2 separate regions of the Sus scrofa genome follow, and region 2 is linked to region 1. The links are chromatin contacts, called in public Hi-C maps. All regions are on one chromosome and are shown on one strand. Each heading gives the region's core, a stretch centred on a gene start, on an enhancer-like site or on the middle of the called end of the contact. The rest is flanking DNA. Distances are from core to core; before and after follow the strand shown. Region 1 has its middle 28 kb from the start of FH. Region 2 has its middle 17 kb from the start of DEGS1.

The links. A called contact is a pair of places that touch in the nucleus more often than the background predicts.
Region 2: a contact with region 1 is called in a Hi-C map of liver, with 2.1 times the contacts expected there. The contact joins two enhancer-like sites. A contact is called at or near these places in 7 of 47 Hi-C or Micro-C datasets (fetal skeletal muscle, liver, psoas muscle and 1 more) and 1 of 2 datasets of contacts at active chromatin or transcription factors (skeletal muscle).

What each region holds. Positions count from the first base shown.
Region 1 is chr10:12,402,007-12,404,768 of Sscrofa11.1, forward strand. It overlaps a transcript of FH not described here. Among named protein-coding and RNA genes, the nearest start is that of FH, 28 kb to the right of the region's middle. Within about 2 kb of position 1,410, at least 5 of the 83 cell types and tissues checked have an H3K27ac peak or open chromatin away from gene starts, as enhancers often do. A contact at or near this core is called in liver, where this site is marked.
Region 2 is chr10:12,539,476-12,542,237 of Sscrofa11.1, forward strand. It overlaps a transcript of DEGS1 not described here. Among named protein-coding and RNA genes, the nearest start is that of DEGS1, 17 kb to the right of the region's middle. Within about 2 kb of position 1,371, at least 2 of the 83 cell types and tissues checked have an H3K27ac peak or open chromatin away from gene starts, as enhancers often do. A contact at or near this core is called in liver, where this site is marked.

The DNA of each region.
Region 1 (2,762 bases), core at 160-2,659:
TGGGGCACAGCAGGTGGGTACTCACATCACATCTGGGATCTCCTGGGTCATAGGCTCCACCACCACCACAGGAGGGGAGTTGTGGGAGTCTGGGTTGCGTGTGCTTCTGCCATGTTCAGTGTTCGTAGGTTCAGGGGCTGCACCACTGAGGGCAGGCAGTGGGGTACCAGATTCACAGGTGCCTCCTCAGATGGAGGGAGGGGGGCACAGGTTTCATTTTATCTGTGACTATGGGAGCTGCTGGGGCTGGGAGGGCAGAGAGGTGTGCAGCCTCTCCTGCTTCTACCAGGTCCTTGGGGCTCGGCTGCTGTAGTCAGAGGGCCACGACAGCAGGCACCACCTCTGCTGGTCCCAGTTCCACCTCCTCTGTGTTCCACCTTTAGTTTACAGGCACGTGGAATTCTCCAGTGTCCCACTGTGTTGGGCAGAAGAATCTTTGTTGTGAATGTTTTACTGGTTGTAGATTGAAGGGGAGACAAAGATAGTGATTCATGCAGTCATGATGCTGATGTATTTAATTTGTTAATTAATTTTGCTTTTTAGGACTGCATGTGCAGCATATAGAAGCTCCCATGCTAAGGACTGAACTGGAGTTACAGCAGCCAGCCTACACCACAGCCACAGCAACACTGGATCCTTAACCCACTGAGTCAAATCGGAGGCCGTGGGTGCAGCCCTACAAAAAAAAAGCAAAAAAAAAAAAAAAAAAAAATTTATTTTGACTGCACCCACGGTATATTGAGGTTCCTGGGCCAGAGACTGAATCCAAGCCACAGTGTGGCAGCAATGGATCCTTTAACCCAATGTGCCAGGCCAGGGATTTGAATCCACATCTCCACAGCAACCTGAGCCTCTGCAGTTGGATTCTTCACCCACTGTACCACAGAAGGAACCCTCTAATCTTATATTTTTAATCCTTTAAAAAATACTCTATTTCTCTCTTCAAGATTTCTTGTTGCTGTAGTTACAGAAAAGACAGTTGAAAAGGAAAATATATAACACAGCCATATTCAAGAATATGATCTTTAAAATATATTTCAGTATGAAACATCCTCATACATTTTTGTATTTTTTTTGTCAACCAAACGAAAATTAAGTGAGCAAATATGGCCTGTGGCTTTCTATGAACCTTTCCACTGCTTCTGCGTGTCAGGCTGAGTGTAGCTCCAGACTGATCAGTTCATTAGTCCCATGACTTTTCTCCTCTGAAATCTGCTTGCTCAAGAAAGCTCTTCGTCATTCTGCATGTTGGCTGAGAGGGGTCAATTGGATGTTTCTGTCCCTCAAAGCGTATTTACCCAGAATTTCTGCAAGTCCATCATGTTTCTCCAGCACACATCTGTGGACACCCTGCCAGGAGCAGGTCATTCTGGGGCATGAGTGCTGTCATCAGTTAATGTTTCATTAACACTTTCCTGCAGTGTTCGCATCTAAGACGCCTCCTCGTGGTTTCACTGAGCAAAGTCATTGCAACACCAAGATAGACACGTACGCAACCAAGCGGCGAGGCCTGACTAATCAATCAATGAGCATTTCCAGAGACAGTAGTTTTGGGGTTAGTTCCTCAGTCTCCCCTCTATTGGCGTCTTTGTCCCGGGGCCGGGGGGCACCCTTGCATGACAGGGTGTTTAGCAGCATCTCTGACTTTCACTCACTAGATGCCAGGTGCACTGCTTCTCCAGATGTAACCAAAAAAGTCTCTGGACAATGCCAAATGTCCCCTGCAAGACAAACTGTCCCCAGCTCACAAATACAGAAGTTGATTTTTAGTACAACCTTTCCACAGGGAATTCTAGAGCCCTTAGTTAGGATTTCATCATAAAGCACAGTGTTTCGCTTCACTAACATCACACAGAGATGACTGCCGGCTCCAAGGACTCAATGATGCTCCGAGTATGCTAGGATATAGTCGACACTGTGCAAAGACTGAGGCTAGGAACTGGATCTGCTGTTATCTTTACTGAACAAGTGGTTACGTCTCTAGCTGAGCCCACGAATGAATGACAGGCTGTTCAGATCGAGGATGCCTCCTAAGGCAAAACGTTCAACATCATTCCTGTTCCACAGCTAGAGAACAGTGGCCAGTTTGGTTGTTGAGTTCCAGGCACTGATAAACAACCTGATTTTGTCTTATGCTTTTTTTTTTTTCTAATAACGATCTTTTTTAAAAACAAAATAGGTTACAGGAAAGCAAATTGCAGAAGTATTACATCATCACCATGTGAAAAACACTGCCAAAATCAATACTGCATGGGCTAAAAGTAGATCCTACAGGCTCTACAGTTCCATGAAAAGGTCTGAAACCCCTTTACAATTAAAAAAAGAATACTCACTCAGGCTTAAGAGATTAGCTGTAAGAATAAATTCATTTTTCATCACAATGTTTCTACAACTTTTAAAAACTGAAACATAATTGCATATAACATATTAGAACTTTGGTTTTAATGATGCTTATAAGTGCTATATATGCTGCCTTGTTAATACCACAGGGGTATTTGGTCTTAATAAGCCCAATTTTCTAATAATAACTATCAAGGATAAGTACCTTTTTTTTAAATAACATACCTGATAGAGCACCATTTACAAATGAGATGCTTTAGCTACTGAGACTCGCTCTCTTTGTGACCTTGTTATTTATTATATATGTGGGGGGAGCGGGGAGACCAAACCAAATTGTTCCAGCTCCCTCCACAATTGAGGTCGGCTCTCCTTACAAACCAACTTAACTTGAATCTCCTTGAACTGCTACTTCAGAATTCCCT
Region 2 (2,762 bases), core at 121-2,620, 140 kb after region 1:
ATTTAGTATAAGGGGTTTTCTTTCCATCTTTGTGGTTGCCATTGGCATTTTTTTATTTTTGCTCTGTTTCATGGCTGAATACTATTTCATTGTGGATATGGATAACCTCTTCCTAATCCGGTTATCTGTCCAAGGATATAGAATGTGTTTCCTTGTCTTGGTATTGTGAATAGTGCTGCAGGAACATGGTGGGGCTTTTAACATTTTGGAAAGACTATTTTCTGGATATATGCCCAAGAGTGGGATTGCTGGGTCATATGGTGGTTCTATGTTTTTTATCGGATGGCCTAGATCCTGTGGGCCCTAGTGTTGTTCAAATTTACCTGCACACCCACACCTTGTGAGGGCACGTTCTTCTACACACCCCCTCCAAGGTTTGTTATTTGAAGACGCACTTGATGACCGTTCAGAGTTGGGTGCGGGGTACCTCAGCCTCATTTTGCTTTGCAATTCTTTATTAATGAGTAATCATGTTCATTTTCCCGGTGCTTGTTGCCCTCTGCATATCTGCTTTAGGGAAAAGCCTATTCAGGTCGTTTCTCTATTTTTCAATTGGTTTTTTGGTTTTGTCTTTCTGTTATTTGGTGTCAGTTGTTGAGCTGTTAATTTTGGAAGCCCAGCCTGACCTGGGTTTTGGGATCGGTATAAAATCTGTTTGTTGTGCATGGGAGGTGCCAAAATGGTGATATTTTAGAGAGCAGCGGTGCCAATCACCAGACATTTTCTCTCGAGTGATCTCATGAAACACCACCCTTTTCTTTCCATGGGAGCCTCTTCTCTTCTTTCTATGTACCTGGTGTGAAGATGTGACCTAATGCCAGGTCAGGCATATTCAGGCTGGTAGATTGATTGATATAGAGAAAGCTCTCATCACCCAGGGTCAAAGTTCTGTTTTTGTCACTCTGGTGGTTTTGGTAAACACTGTGTCTTGAAAATCATTAATGGGGAGACAACACAGGAACGCTCCAGGTGGAGTCAAGAAATTTGCATAGAAAGAGGGAAAGAGAAAAAAAAAGAAATGAGGACAGTGTTTACAAAGGAAGGAATCACAGGTGGAAAATTAAGAAAAAATTCTTTACATACATGGCATCTATCTTCATAAATACATAAGTGCATGTATATATATATAAAAAGGAAGAAGGCTGGCATGACATGATGGATTATTGGCTGAGGGTTTAAACAGCAAGGCATGGCATAGATGGGTCTCAGGGCTCAGAAAGCCTTTGAGAGAGAAACAGCCCACTTGGAAGGGCACTTCTTGGTACTTCATTACAGCGGAGGAAGGAGACCCAAGCCACAATGGCCCATGGCCAATGCATTAGCCAGGGATGGCTGAGCAAGTGAGAGGGGGAAACCCTGAGAGTGGCTGTTAGATCACATGTCCACATGAGGGCGCCAGATTGCCTTCTTGCGCCAGTCGCTGCTTGAGGCTCTATCAGTTTAGAGCTCCAAAACTCTATATATACTGGCTCAGAGTTGTAGCTGATGATTACTTGAGGGGAACACACAGCAAGCAACCAGAGGTTTTTTCCCTGGGCACCAGGTTCTCTCTGTCCAAGACACTGCATGTCAGGCAGGGGGCACAGTTTTCCCTTCAACATTTGCAGGGGGATTGCAGCCTGGTTGTGCGGCCGTGTGTTTAGAATTCTTGAATTCTTCGCTGGGTTTCAGAATGCCTAGTATTCCTCCAGAGGCAGGGCCGAGACCAACACAGCAGCAGTGTTTTATCGTGAGCTGCCCATGTTCAAGCCCCTGACCATCAGGGATTTAAGTAAGAAGAGATGAGTGTGGTGCTGGTAAATAAATGGGTTACTTCGGTGGCATTCGGTTGGGCAGCTGGGCTAATCGTTGTGCTCTCTTCAATCAAGAGGCTTAGGGAAAGTTCCTTCTTGCCTTTCAAGATGAGCCTCACTTTTCAGTAGAGAACCTCCCTGAAACCAGGTCTGATGACTTAAGCAGAGTTGATTGGTATCATCAAGCAAGCTCTCAGGGAGTTCCCTAGTGGCTGCCTGGCTTCAGAGTCTCTCCTTGTCACTGTTGTGGCTGTGGCAAGAGCTTCATTGGGAGATCAAACTCTGGCTAGACAACAACCCTATTTCACAGGGGGCACCCAAATAAATTGATAAATAAAATCAGATATTGCAATAAATGAGCTTATTTGATAAAGGAGTCAAGGAATATGTATATTCCTACAGAATAGCTAAGGGAATGGATAGAGAAAACAAACCTAAAGCTCTCTTGACCCAGTAACTCTGGTGGCAGGGGGTTTTAAGTATGAGCCTTTGATGTACAGCATAGGAGTGGATTCATTTCCAGGGCAGGGTATATTGGCATGCCACATGTTCTTGCAGGAAAATAACTGGAGATGTAAAAAAATAATTTAATAAAAGTGGTATTATCGAAACAAATTCATACATGGTTGGAAATTTGTTCCGGCCTGATGTTGCTTTGCTAGGAAATCTTAACAGATTCAGCGGAGTCACTGTGCCTGGCTGTTTTCCCAAGAGGCAGCAGTCTCTACCCTGATCTTTCTCTGGTGAATGCTGAGCCGCCTATTTTGTCATTTTGTTTTGTTGTCATTTGTTATTTTAAAATAAATAAATGTTATTTATTTTAGTGCTCCATTCATATATATATATATATATATATATATAGTTATATATATATATATATATATATACTTTTTCTCACATTATCCTCCATTTGGTTCAAAATATAGTGATTAGTTCTAGTTCCCTGGGCTAAGTGCAGGATTGCTATGC